Regions from separate parts of the Arachis hypogaea genome. Here region 1 is linked to region 2. The links are chromatin contacts, called in public Hi-C maps. All regions are on one chromosome and are shown on one strand. The core of a region is the stretch at or near the end of the contact, and the rest is flanking DNA. Distances in the headings are between cores, read along the strand shown. Region 1 holds the start of LOC112755201 (soyasapogenol B glucuronide galactosyltransferase-like). Region 2 overlaps LOC112755198 (soyasapogenol B glucuronide galactosyltransferase).

Evidence for each region. Hi-C and Micro-C count contacts between places; a contact is called where the count stands out from the background.
Region 1: a Hi-C map of leaf shows a contact between it and region 2, with 6 times the contacts expected there. The contact joins the promoter of LOC112755201 here to the enhancer-like site in region 2. A contact is called at or near these places in 4 of 8 Hi-C or Micro-C datasets (all in leaf).

What each region holds. Positions count from the first base shown.
Region 1 is chr16:136,981,283-136,987,250 of arahy.Tifrunner.gnm2.J5K5, forward strand. It overlaps LOC112755201 (soyasapogenol B glucuronide galactosyltransferase-like), which reads left to right and starts at 3,143. Exons shown (of 1, transcript XM_025803144.3): 1 at 3,143-4,823. The coding sequence starts at 3,168. The coding sequence ends at 4,646. It overlaps LOC112755198 (soyasapogenol B glucuronide galactosyltransferase), which reads left to right. Exons shown (of 7, transcript XM_072221280.1): 7 at 1-1,036. The coding sequence ends at 884. It overlaps LOC112755202 (CASP-like protein 4B4), which reads left to right and starts at 5,862. Exons shown (of 3, transcript XM_025803145.3): 1 at 5,862-5,968.
Region 2 is chr16:136,933,156-136,939,894 of arahy.Tifrunner.gnm2.J5K5, forward strand. It overlaps LOC112755198 (soyasapogenol B glucuronide galactosyltransferase), which reads left to right. Exons shown (of 7, transcript XM_072221280.1): 4 at 6,092-6,193. Among protein-coding and RNA genes, the nearest start is that of LOC112755198, 15 kb to the left of the region's middle. Within about 2 kb of position 1,271, at least 1 of the 3 cell types and tissues checked has open chromatin away from gene starts, as enhancers often do.

The DNA of each region.
Region 1 (5,968 bases), core at 1,893-4,392, 50 kb after region 2:
ATGCAGTGTTTGAATCTGAGAAAAGAAGCTATGGAACAGTGTACAATAGCTTTCATGATCTTGAAAATGACTATGAGGAACATTACAAGAACATAATGGGGATCAAAGTTTGGAGTATAGGACCAGTTGCAGCATGGATCAATAGTACTAATAAGGGACAAAAACATGATCATGTAGAAGAATTAGAGCCCAAATGGTTAAAGTGGCTTAATTCCAAGAAAATTGGTTCAGTTTTGTATGTTTCTTTTGGTAGCCTAACTAGGCTTGCTAATGCTCAAGTTGCTGAAATTGCTCATGGACTTGAAAATTCTGGTCATGATTTCATTTGGGTAATTAGGAAAAGGGAAAATGATGATGATGACAATGATGGGGATAGTTTCTTGCATGATTTTGAGGTTAGGATGAGAGAAAGCAATCAGGGCTATATTATATGGAATTGGGCTCCACAGTTGCTAATATTGGAACACTCTTCTATTGGAGGAATTGTGACACATTGTGGATGGAATTCAATTCTTGAAAGCTTGAGTTTTGGGTTGCCAATGATCACTTGGCCAATGTTTGCTGAGCAATTCTACAATGAGAAGTTGTTGGTTGATATGTTGAAGATCAGTGTCGCAATCGGGGTGAAGGAGAACAAATTGTGGGTGAGTTTGGGTGAAGAAGATGTGGTGAAAAGGGATATGATCACAAATGCTGTGAAAGTTTTGATGGGAAGTGGTGAAGAGAGCATGGAAATGAGGAAGAGAGCAAAGAAGCTTGGTGATGTTGGCAAGAGGGCTATAGAGGAAGGGGGAACATCTTACAACAACTTGATTCAGTTGATACAAGAGCTAAAATCATTGAAGGTATCAAGGGAACTTAGCAAAAGAAAATTGGAAAATTAAAAGTTTCAAACGGTTGGTGGAGTGGATTTAGATGATTGATGTAACACCCTTATTATCAGAATGTCACGTTTTTGGCTGCACCACTCTAATAACAAAAAGTATTACAACGATTTCATGTATTTAATAATAAAATAAGAGTTTTTGACTCGTAACCATATCACTGATTTCTTTAAAAAAAAACGGAAATACTTTTTACATGGAAACAAACAAGCATATATATATATATATATATAGTCACAACTCTTATCCATCGTACAAAAATATAATAATAAAGGCAAGGGAAATCTATAACATATGTATGCAAACAGAAGTAGCATATCTAAAAACTTTAACAAAAACTCGGCAAGCTTTTTCATCCGTCTTGAAAAGAAAAGTTTGTAGGGGTGAAAATATCGTTTTCGCTGGTTCTCATTAGAGGGTTTTTAAGAAATCAGCGATAAGGTTACGAATCAAATATTCCTATTTTATTATTAAATACATGAAGTTGTCGTAATATTTTTCGCTATCAGAGTAGCACAGCCGGAAGCGTGACATTCTAATAGTAAAGGTGTTACAATTAAAATGGAAGGATGATTGAAATCTTGTTGCTTTAATTTGATGGTGTAGCTTCTGATTTTCAAAACTATAAATAGTGAAAAATTTATTATCAAAATAATGTGTGCCAAAAGAATGATATGGCATAATTGATAATCTTTTGATAAGAAAATGGATTCTATCAGTATATTTAACTAAATACCATCACCATGTATTATTGTATTTTGTCAAGTCATGTAGTTAATTTATTTTGATAATAAAGTTAAACAGAGATGGATAATTTTAAAAGAAAGATGATATTGAAAAGTTTTAAAATGTTAGAAATAATTTTAAAAAATAAAAAAGGTTAAAGACCATTTTGGTTTTCTATTCAAAGGTTAGAAATCAAAATAATTTTTATCTTCAGCCAGCAAAGGTCAACAGTATTTTAAAACATATATAGAGTTCACACTAGCTAGCCAATAAATAAAAATTAATATTGTACAATAAAAATAATATATAATTTTGTTATTCCAGGTCATGTTAAAAGCATATAAAGATTATTTTGATAATCACTATACTAAAGCATAGGTTATTTGGTTTAGTTGCCTCACTGCACCCAGTCACCCATGACTCTGGGGCAGCAAGAAAAAGAAGAGAACAAGCATATTGAACAATCCATTACAGGACAATTGAGAAAGAAAAATATATATTTTTTTATATTTGATGTGAAATATTGGTTAAACTTAAAAAACATAAATCTAATTTTAAATTGGCTTTACATTCTATTTATTTTATATGTATATAATATAAGCCAGCAACATTTTAACAACGCCAATTAGTATTGTTTCTAAAATATATAAATTATCTCATGATAAACTTAATTGTCCATACATTTAACATATGAATTTTTTTTATAGCTAATTTTTTGTGTATATGTAATATAATTATTTATTTTAAAATGAAGTACTGTATTTAAATTAAACTCCAAATAATTAACTTAGAAAATCATTTCAAATCTTATGGGAATGTAAAACTTTAGAAATACTTATATAATTTTAGAGTACATTTAAGACATACTTCAAAATTTGTTTCTAATTCAAATTTTAACTGTGTTAAATTGATTAAAGTTATGATTGTTTTATGTGTTAAAAGTGTGTATATAAAAACTTATTATACGATAATGTATGATAAAGAGTAATTTAACTTCTAATTCCAGAAGAAAAGTCATAGGATATATATATATATATATATATATATATATATATATATATATATATATATACTAAAAACAAGAAAACATTCAAGTGTTGTTAGAATATTTTTAATGCGTATTTTAAAATATTCATAATCACTTATTCGTTAATGTTAATATAATTTCTAAATATTATAAACAAAAAGCGTTAATTATATTTTTTTTTTTTAGAAAAAAATTTAAGTATTAAATAATTTCAGGAACATACAAGAACTTCTTCCCTAAACTAATAAAAAAGTCAACCACTAAGTATCAAGTACAACGTTGAGAACAAGAACCGGCTTAATGAACAATGAGCAAATAAAAAACCATCAAAAGACAAACACAAAATGACACTTAATAATAAGCCAAAATGATCATATAAAAAAAAAAGATGAATGAAAGTGACCATATCTGAATTAACGTAAGCATACCTATTGTTTGTTCTTGGAAAGTCAATTTAAAAGAGTTAGCTTGTTCATAATCCAAATAACTTGCTAACCAAGTTTGAATAACACTGAAAAATCACCATAGTTATGGGAACAGAAAACCATGTTCAACTCAATGTAATTTTCCTTCCATATCTTACACCAGGTCACATGAACCCTATGGTGGACACAGCAAGATTATTTGCCAAACATGGTGCTAATGTTACCATAATCACAACACAAACCAATGCCTTAACAATCCAAAAAGCCATAGATAGTGACTTCAATTCGGGATACTCCATCAAAACCTATGTGATTCAATTCCCTTCATCACAACTTGGTCTACCTGATGGAATTGAAAACATCAAAGATTGCACCACTCCTCAAATGCTAGAGAAGATTTTCCATGGAATAATGATGCTGCAGCCTCAAATTGAGTCTGTGTTTCAAGAACTTCAACCTGATTGTATTGTCTCTGATATGTTCTATCCTTGGACAGTCGAATCGGCCGCGAAACTAAGGATTCCGAGGCTGTACTACTACAGTGCCAGCTCTTTCTCAAGTTGTGTATATCATTTTATTCAGAAGCATAAGCCTCATAAAGGGTTAGAATCTGATTCACAAAAGGTTCAAATTCCAGGACTTCTGGATAAAATTGAGATTGCGCCGGCCGAGATGGATGAATTTCAGAGGAAAGAAAATGACATGACAATTCTTATGAATGTAGTATATGCATCAGAGAGAAGAAGCTATGGAACCTTGTGTAATAGCTTTTATGAACTTGAAGGTGGTTATGAGGAACTTTACAAGAACACAATTGGGATCAAATCTTGGAGTGTAGGACCGGTTTCGGCATGGATTAACAAGACTGATGAAGAGAAGGCGAATCGCGGAAACAAAGTTGATCTTAAAGAAGAGCCTTATTGGTTGAATTGGCTTAACTCAAAGCAGAGTGACTCTGTTTTGTATGTGAGTTTTGGAAGCTTAACTAGGCTTAGTTATGCTCAAATTGTTGAAATAGCTCATGGACTTGAAAATTCAGGCCATAATTTCATCTGGGTTGTTAGGAAAAAGGGGGAAGGCAACGGCGAAGGCGAAGAAGAATGTTTCTTGCAAGATTTTGAGGCTAGGGTGAAGGAAAGTGACAAGGGGTGCATTATTTGGAACTGGGCGCCACAATTGCTTATATTAGACCACCCTGCAACTGGTGGAATTGTGACTCATTGTGGTTGGAACTCAATACTCGAAAGCGTGAGTTCCGGCTTGCCAATGATCACGTGGCCTATGTTCGCCGAGCAATTCTACAATGAGAAATTTCTTGTTCAAGTGTTGAAGATCGGAGTTTCGGTTGGAGCTAAGGTGAATAAGTTCTGGTCAACTGTTGGTGAGGATGGAATTGTGGGAAGGGAAGAGTTAGTGAAGGCTGTGAAAACTTTGATGGGAAGTGAAGAGAGCAGGGAAATGAGGAAGAGAGCAAAGAAACTTGGTGATGCTGCAAAGAGGACTATAGAAGAAGGTGGAACCTCTTACAACAACCTAATGCAGTTGATGGACGAGCTCAAATCTCTTAAGATGTCACGAAATTAGGTAATTGAAATGGAGGAATAAATTAGTAATCATGGTGTTGCTTCTTGAGGTGTTGCTCATGAAGGTTTTATATATATTTGTTTGAACTATTGTGGTGTTTTTCAGTTGATATTAGCTGAGATGTTACTTGTGCTTTGTTCTGAAACTTTATACAGAAATACATTTAGTTTTTGCCAAGCCTTTGCTTTTTTTGAATAGTTTGAAGTTTCAGATTTCCAGGAGTGTCATGATGCATGCCAATTATTGGAATTCATCAAAACAAGTTATGGTTAATTTGAATTATGAATTTTTTTTTCAATATATATCCAATTATTTCTTGTCTATTTCTGCGTCTCTAATAAAAATAAATAGAGTTTTGCGAAGTAGACAATGATTTTTGTAAATAATGTTAACAATGGATTTTAAAATTGTCCCAATAAAGTAAAAAAATACTCCACCCCAAATTACTTCCTAAACATTAACATTAAGATAACTATCTGCACACCTAGTGTGAACATCTAGTCATTATTAATTATGCATGAGTAAATCGAATCAAAAGAAATAACCATCCAATTAAAAATAATGAACATAATCATCTACATACATATTGAATTGAACATTCGACATATTTATTGCTCACATTGTTTAGTATTCTCATTGTCTACTTATACTTTTTCAAATAAATAACTATACATATTCTAATCATTTATTTTTTAAGATATACCAGCTAATTTTTCACCAAACCAATATCATTTTAAAAATTAGATAGTCTCTATTTTTCACAAAAAAAATGTTATTTGAATAAAAAAGTACTTATATATCTCAAAAAATGAATTGTTAAAAAATGTTATTTTAATAACTAACAAGAGTATTGAGTATTGACAAGTGATGAAGATCAAAAAGCCAAAGTATTCATCTAATCCAAGATTACATTAGTAGCATGAATCTGATACTTGAACCAAATGAGAATGGGTCTAATTGGATTATACCCGATTATCCGACAAATACTCGAAGGAAACCAATTAACTCGAGTTAGATGATATTAATCTCTTTTCTCACACAAACTATATGCCGCCGGTGGACATGACCACGGGAGCTCGCATATTCCACACTCCTCCAACCAATCCTTTTATGCCACCTCATCCCATTGAACCTTGTTAGTTAACTTCCATAACGATTTTACCGAGGTGGGGCCCCTGAATATAAACCAAAATACACCATTCTTTTTTTCTTTTTAATAAACAAAGAAATAACCAAGAAACTGTTTTCTTCTTCTTGTTCATCTGTCACATCTATTTCTTTTTTTTTCTTCTCTTTTACATATAATTAATTTCGTTGATATT
Region 2 (6,739 bases), core at 21-2,520:
AATTAAACTTGAACCAAGAAGCTGTAAAGATTTTGACTTAAACCTAAAATACTGAAAACACAAAGAAGGTTCGTATCGACATAGTTAATCAAGGTTCTATTTGACACAGAAATTCGTCAAATAGTTTCTTGATTTTGTCAATCACCAATGCATCTAAAAAGGGAACCAAAATAAATTTGGAAATGCTGACCAATCAACTTATGAATTGAGTTTATTATAAGCCAAAGAGAGTTCCAAATCAAAGAGTGCCAAGTTCAATTCATAAGTTGTAAGATAAACAATAGGGCAATTTTCAAAAATTTTGGTAGCATTCCAGCAGTAAATTGAATGTTCCCGGATAACAAACAGCAACCAAAACAACTCATATGAATCCAATATATGTCAACAATATGAAAAACAAGAAAATCATATGAATCAGGCATCATTAAGCAAAATAAAACAACTTAAATCAGCATAGTAGCAATCACACAGCATACCAACAACAGCATCAAATAGCAGCATGTAAAAGCATGGAATAGCAACATCATCACCACTTAACAAATGAAATTCAGCCATTCCAGACAGCATCAATAGCAAAAATCAGACATAAATCCACTAATCAGAATCCTAAAACTACCTAACCACATGCAATTCTAACTAACCTTATCAAATAGAAATAAGCAACACTAACTAAATTACTTAAACAGAATAATAAAATAAGAAGAGAAATGCAGAAGGGGAGACATGGGAACCTGGGAGAAGCAGAAGCAGAATTGGCAGAGAGGGAAATAAGGACAGTGCCGACCCAGAGACGACGGCTACTGGTACAGGAACGACGCTGCCACGATGGTTTGGTGGTGGCAGAGCTGAGGCGCTAAATAGAGAGAACAGGAGAGATGGTGTAGAGCAGGGCACCAGATTCCCGTTCTGGTATAGAGGCAGCAGAGAGAAGTGAAATGAAGAAAGAGAAGAGGTTGTGGTGATGATTGGTGGTTCGCCGGCAGCAATGGGTGGCTGCGGCGGTTGCTGGTGGGAGCAGAGAAGATGAACGGCTGAGAAAGGGGAAAAAGGAGAGAAGAAAGAAAGAAAGAAAGAAGAAACGGGGTGGTTGTCGGCGGCGGTTAGGTCGTTGGAGTGATGAGGCGGTGGCGAGACAGAAGCTTGCTAGTGGTGGTTATGGTGTTTGGAGGGAGAAGAAGAGAAAGAGACGTTGAGGGTGAATGAAAGGGAGACGCGAATGGCTAGGGCTCACGCGTCTGGGGTATCAGTGATATCAAATCCACGCGTACGCGTCAGCAGCGCGTGGGTGGAGAGAAAGGGAATCGACGCGTAGGCGTCACTCACGCTTGAGCGTGGGTGGGTCAAAAGAAGCATCGACGCGTATGCGTCGTCGACGCTTACGCGTGAAGGGAAAGAATGCACGGTGACGCGTATGCGTGGGGTGAGATTGTGCTAAACGCACAATTCCAGGGCCACTTTCGCACGAGTCTCTGGAAAATGTATGGGGTTGCATCGATGCGTACGCGTGACTGCCCATACTTTTTTTTAACACCAAAACAGAGCTTAAAATTTCTCCTAACACTATCTACAACTCCAAACTAACCAAAATACAAATTAACAAAATTTTTTAGTTTTTTTGAGGACTTTTCACAAAATTTGAGAAAACTTGCAATTCAAGCAAAAACTCAAATTCAAAGTATGATATTTATTCAAAATATAAAACCAACAAACAACCTAGCATCCTAAACAAAACATATAAAAGAATAAAAGGAAGGACTACCTAACAAAAAAACAAATTTTCTTTTTTTTTGGAATATGAAAACAAATATAACAACTAAAATTCAAGTATAACAACAAATCTTTTGGTTTTGGAAAAATTTTCAAATACAAAACAAATACAACTTACACTTCAATCAAAACGCAATTCAACAACAACTATTCTAATCTAAACATAAATCTAACAAGCAACTCATCAATCGACGCAATGTGAAGAGTATAGAAATTAAGGAAAACTACCTACAATGGTAACTCAATTCATTCATTGATTATATCTACAAGAGAATGGAAGGAAGTTACCATGGTGGGGTGTCTCCCACCTAGCACGTTTATTTAAAGTCCTTAAGTTGGACCTTTGGGAGGTTCCTTGTTAAGGTGGCTTGTGCTTGAATTCTTCTTGAAACTCCCACCAATGCTTCGTTCTCCATTGTGCCCCAAGGTCTCCAATGAGTTGCACCAAGTCTTGATGGAGTCCTTCACAAGCTTGGAGCTCCTAAAGTTGATCCTCATTGTGCGATCTGGGATCCCAAACCTTGTTTTCACACCCATCTTCTAATTGATCATCATGATTCCAATTGGGTGGTTTAACCTTGGAATTCTCAAAGAGACCCCCAAACAACTTCCTAGACCCATACAATTTAGCTCCACACCAAACCTTGCAATCAAACTTTGAACATACCATAGTGAACCTAGGATGATGTTTCCAACCACCACACAACTCTCTCCTAGTCTTAACTCTACAACGAGCTCTAAGTTGACCATCATTTTCAAGCAACCCATATTCAAGTGGAATGATAAAGCTTATAGATAAGAGATTTATGCACTTGAATGGTGTAAAGGATGATGGAGACTTAGGAAGGGGGACCTCCCCACACTTTGACAATGCAAGGTCTACTTTCTTATGCTCTTCTTTAAGTTCCTCCGCCCCTTGACAAGCATCTTTAGTTTCAATTCCTTGTTCACCAACCTCTTTTTCACATCCTTCATTGCTTAAGTTATGTGTCGGAGGTTGTGCATTAGCCTCCTTAACATCAAATTCACAACACAATGAATAGCACGTCGGTTGGTGCGGAATTATCTTCAATAACAAGATTTGTCACTTGTTCCATTTCTTCCAATCCTTCATTACTTAACATTTGCCTTGGAGGTTGCACATCCTCCTTAACATCGCTTTCTAGTCTAATCGAAGAAGGCTCAACAAGATCATCAAAGGGACTGATCAATGTGGACAAAAAATTACTAATGATGAAATCCACTTCTTGATCAATTTCTCTCAACTCTTCATCCACTTCCTTAACATCAATGATTTCAACTTCCTCCTCTTGACGCAAATCATGCTTTAGTTCCTCTTCTTCCCCTTGAAGCACTAAACTCACTCCCTCACTATACTCCTTGATTGCTTCTCCATGTTCAACAATGGGAGTGCCTTGATCACATAGGTTTAGTCGGGAGGAGACCATGTTGCGAACGGCTTTCGCCACGGTGGGAAGCACGGCTTCTATCTTCTTGAACTCCTTTTGTGTCTCTTCTTGCCTTTGGAGGTAAGAGCTAATATCTCTTTGTTGTGCTAGCTTGAAGGCATGGAGAGACTCATCCATTGGAGGTGATGTGGGAAGAGAGAGGTTCATTGTTTGGGAGAAAGGGTTCACAGTTGGAAGGTGGTTCATACTGGTAAAAATCTTGAGGTGGAGTGTATGAAATTGGCGGTTCTTGGGAGTAATTGTGTTGGAAATGTGGTAGTTCTAAGTATGGTTCATATGGCTCGTAAGGTAGTTGGTATGGTGGATAAGAATTATGGTCATATGGAGGTGTTTGGTGGTATGGGGCTTGTGAGTATGGTGGTTCAAAACTAGGTTGAGGAGGTGGTTCATAGGCATATGGTGGTGGTTGTTGACAACCACAATGAGGGTCACCACATCCATTAGATTGATGTGCATTAGGGGTGGAATTATACTCGTAAGGAACCGGAGGTTGTTGCCACGAAGAGTGATCAATTCCTTGAAGCTCCTCCCATCTTTGGTTGTTCCATCCTTGATGCATGTTATCATTGTAGTTCCCATTCCCTACAACATATTTTGAACCAAACTCATAGCCAAAGTGGTGAGAATTCATACTAGAGAAACAAAACAAAAAGTACAAAAATAAAGGGATAAAATCTAACTACCAACTCAAACACCTAAACCAACAAAAGAGCAAACTATTCACAATATTAACATATGTACAATAACCAATAACAAGCACACATTGCAACTCCCCGGCAACGGCGCAAAAAACTTGATATGTGAATTTATACTGGTTAAGAATTTTAGCAAAATAATTTCGTTGTGAGCATAGCCCAAACCGATAGTCGATCCTCAAATCAAAGTTTAAAAGTGTTTTGGTTGTCACAAGTCCAACTCCAATATAAAAGTAACCGAAGTATTTAAATCTTGGGTTGTCTTCTCAAGGAGTTGCAGTGAGGTATGCGTATTATTGGTTATGGTATCAAAAAGGGGGGTAGGGTGATAAAAGTACAAGAAATTAAATGACAACAATGGTAAAGTATACAACTAAAGAACACAATTACTAAAGAGAGACGTTCATGGCAAGGATTGAGAATTAAGACTTTCTATCCTAGTCACTAATCATAACAATAATTATCAAGAGCTTATCTTACTTAGTCATCTCTTAACAATGGAAGAATGTACAAAATTATCTTCAAATGAGAGAAAGTCAAATAAGACTAGTTAATCTCAATCCAAAAGTCCTAATCAACCTACTAATTGAATTAGCAAGAGATTAGAGTCAACGGAAATAATCTTAACTAACAACCCTAGATCACCAATCTAAATTGGGTATTAATGACTCAATATTGCCTAATTTCTCTCCTTCCAAGCCATGAATGCTCAAAAAGCTACTCTAACATCCAACCAAGTATTTTGTCAAACACTTGGAAGACATAAAAGAGAAGCATTATAAATTGCAAGAATTAATAAAATCTACTACTACCCAATACAAGAAATCAACAACAATAACTAAAGGAAGCAAAATTAACATGAAATACCTCAAATTACATTAAAGGAAATTTAAATTGACAAGAGTGTTCACAACAAAAAAAAGTAACCAAAATAAGAAATTAACAAGAGAAAATAGGAGAATCAAGATACTACAACAAGGAATTGTAAAGAAAACAAGATGAAGACAAGAAATTAATCCTAGATTTAAGAGAATTTAACCTAATCCTAACCTAATTCTAGAGAGAAGAGGGAGCTTCTCTATCTAGAAAACTAACTAAAGGCTCATCATAACTAATCTAAGTGCTTCCCCCTTGTCCAATATTCAATTCTGCATGAAATAGTCTCTAGAATCAGTTGGATTTGGGCCTGGAAAGCTCGGAAATCTCCCCTAGCGTTTTCACTTTAATGAGGTCACGTGCGAGCTGCGACGTGTACGCATGGGCCACGCGTAAGAGTCGCTTGGCATTTTACTTTCCACGCGTACGCGTCGCCTTGCGACTTCATCTCCACGCGTGCGCGTCATGCCACGCGTGCGCGTCGATTAATGCACTCCAAATCCTTGATTTCCATGAATTCTCCACTTTGCATGCTTTTCTCTTCGCTCCTTTGATCCATTCCTAGCCCTTTTTAACCTGAATTTACTAACAAACACATCAAGGCATCTAGTGAAATCAAAGGTGAATTAAAACTAGCAAATTAAAGGCCTAAAAAGCATGTTTTTACACTTAAGCACAAATTAAAAGAGAATTACAAAACTATGATATTTCATTGAATAAATGTGAGAAAAGGTGATAAAATCCCTCAAATTAAACACAAGATAAACCACAAAATTAGGGTTTATCAGGATGCGACAATCACATTGAACTTTCCTTAGCTGTTAGATTAATGAAAATTAAGTCTGAAGGAAATATTACTCAGCGATCTATTGATCAACTATTTCAAATCATGAGAGAGACCCACCCGAAAGATAATGTAATCCCAAAAAACTCCAAAACCGCACAAGGTAAGTTAAATCAAGCATCTGATTGTGGCGGGTTTGGAGTGTCTCTTCACACTAGTGGCTCAGTTACCGTTCCAAAACACAAAGCTAAGATGGTAGAGTTATAGAAAAACTTACATCCTATTGCTTTTTATCTTTTATATTTATAATTTTATACATAACACTTGCTGGAATTGCTGCTACAAAATTTGAAATATAGTATCTTATTCATAAAGCACTGAATTATTGAATTCTCTAATGTTATTTTCGCATCTTAATTAACCTTGTGATTCAAGTTCAATATTCTTTATGCCTAATATATAGTTTCTTTATTTTGCTTTATTATTTCTTGGTTTGGTAGTCAAAGTCGTTAAAAAGGCCTTCAACCCCGTTAGAGTTGTTTGAGTGCACCCACAAACACAAGGATCACGAATGGGTGGATAAGAGATCAAAACATATTGATGTGAGTCTATCTTTTTCATTGATTCACTTGTCTTTGTATTGGCTGTTTGTGTGTTTTTTTTTTTGGGTTCAACTGCTAATCTTAATTGATTTAATTTTGATATTGACATGCTGAATTTAAGCACGGTATAGAAGAGGCTATCCAAACGGCTTCTAAAGAAGGAAGTAATGCACCAAATGAGGTGGATGTATGGTGTGATACAACTGGAATTAAAAAGAGAAGAATTTATGAACTTGGAATAGAGTCTACTGTGATTGATAAAATGCCTAGTTGTCATAGCTCTAGTTCTCAATCATCTAAATGGTTACTGTTCATACCCTGGCCCAACGCTAAGGCCCAGGATCCAAGTAAAAAGGCCCGACCCAAAGGGTTGAGCCTCACCTCCTCACCAAATCAGCCGCTACCAAGTCGGTATTCACTACGACTTGCTCTAAAGAAGTCGGGAAGTAGGGTCAGCTGGCAGATAAGCACTCATTTACATGAGTAACTGCCCCTAGAATCTCTCTAACCACTTCCACGAGCCATATCTTAACTTCCCTAAGATAA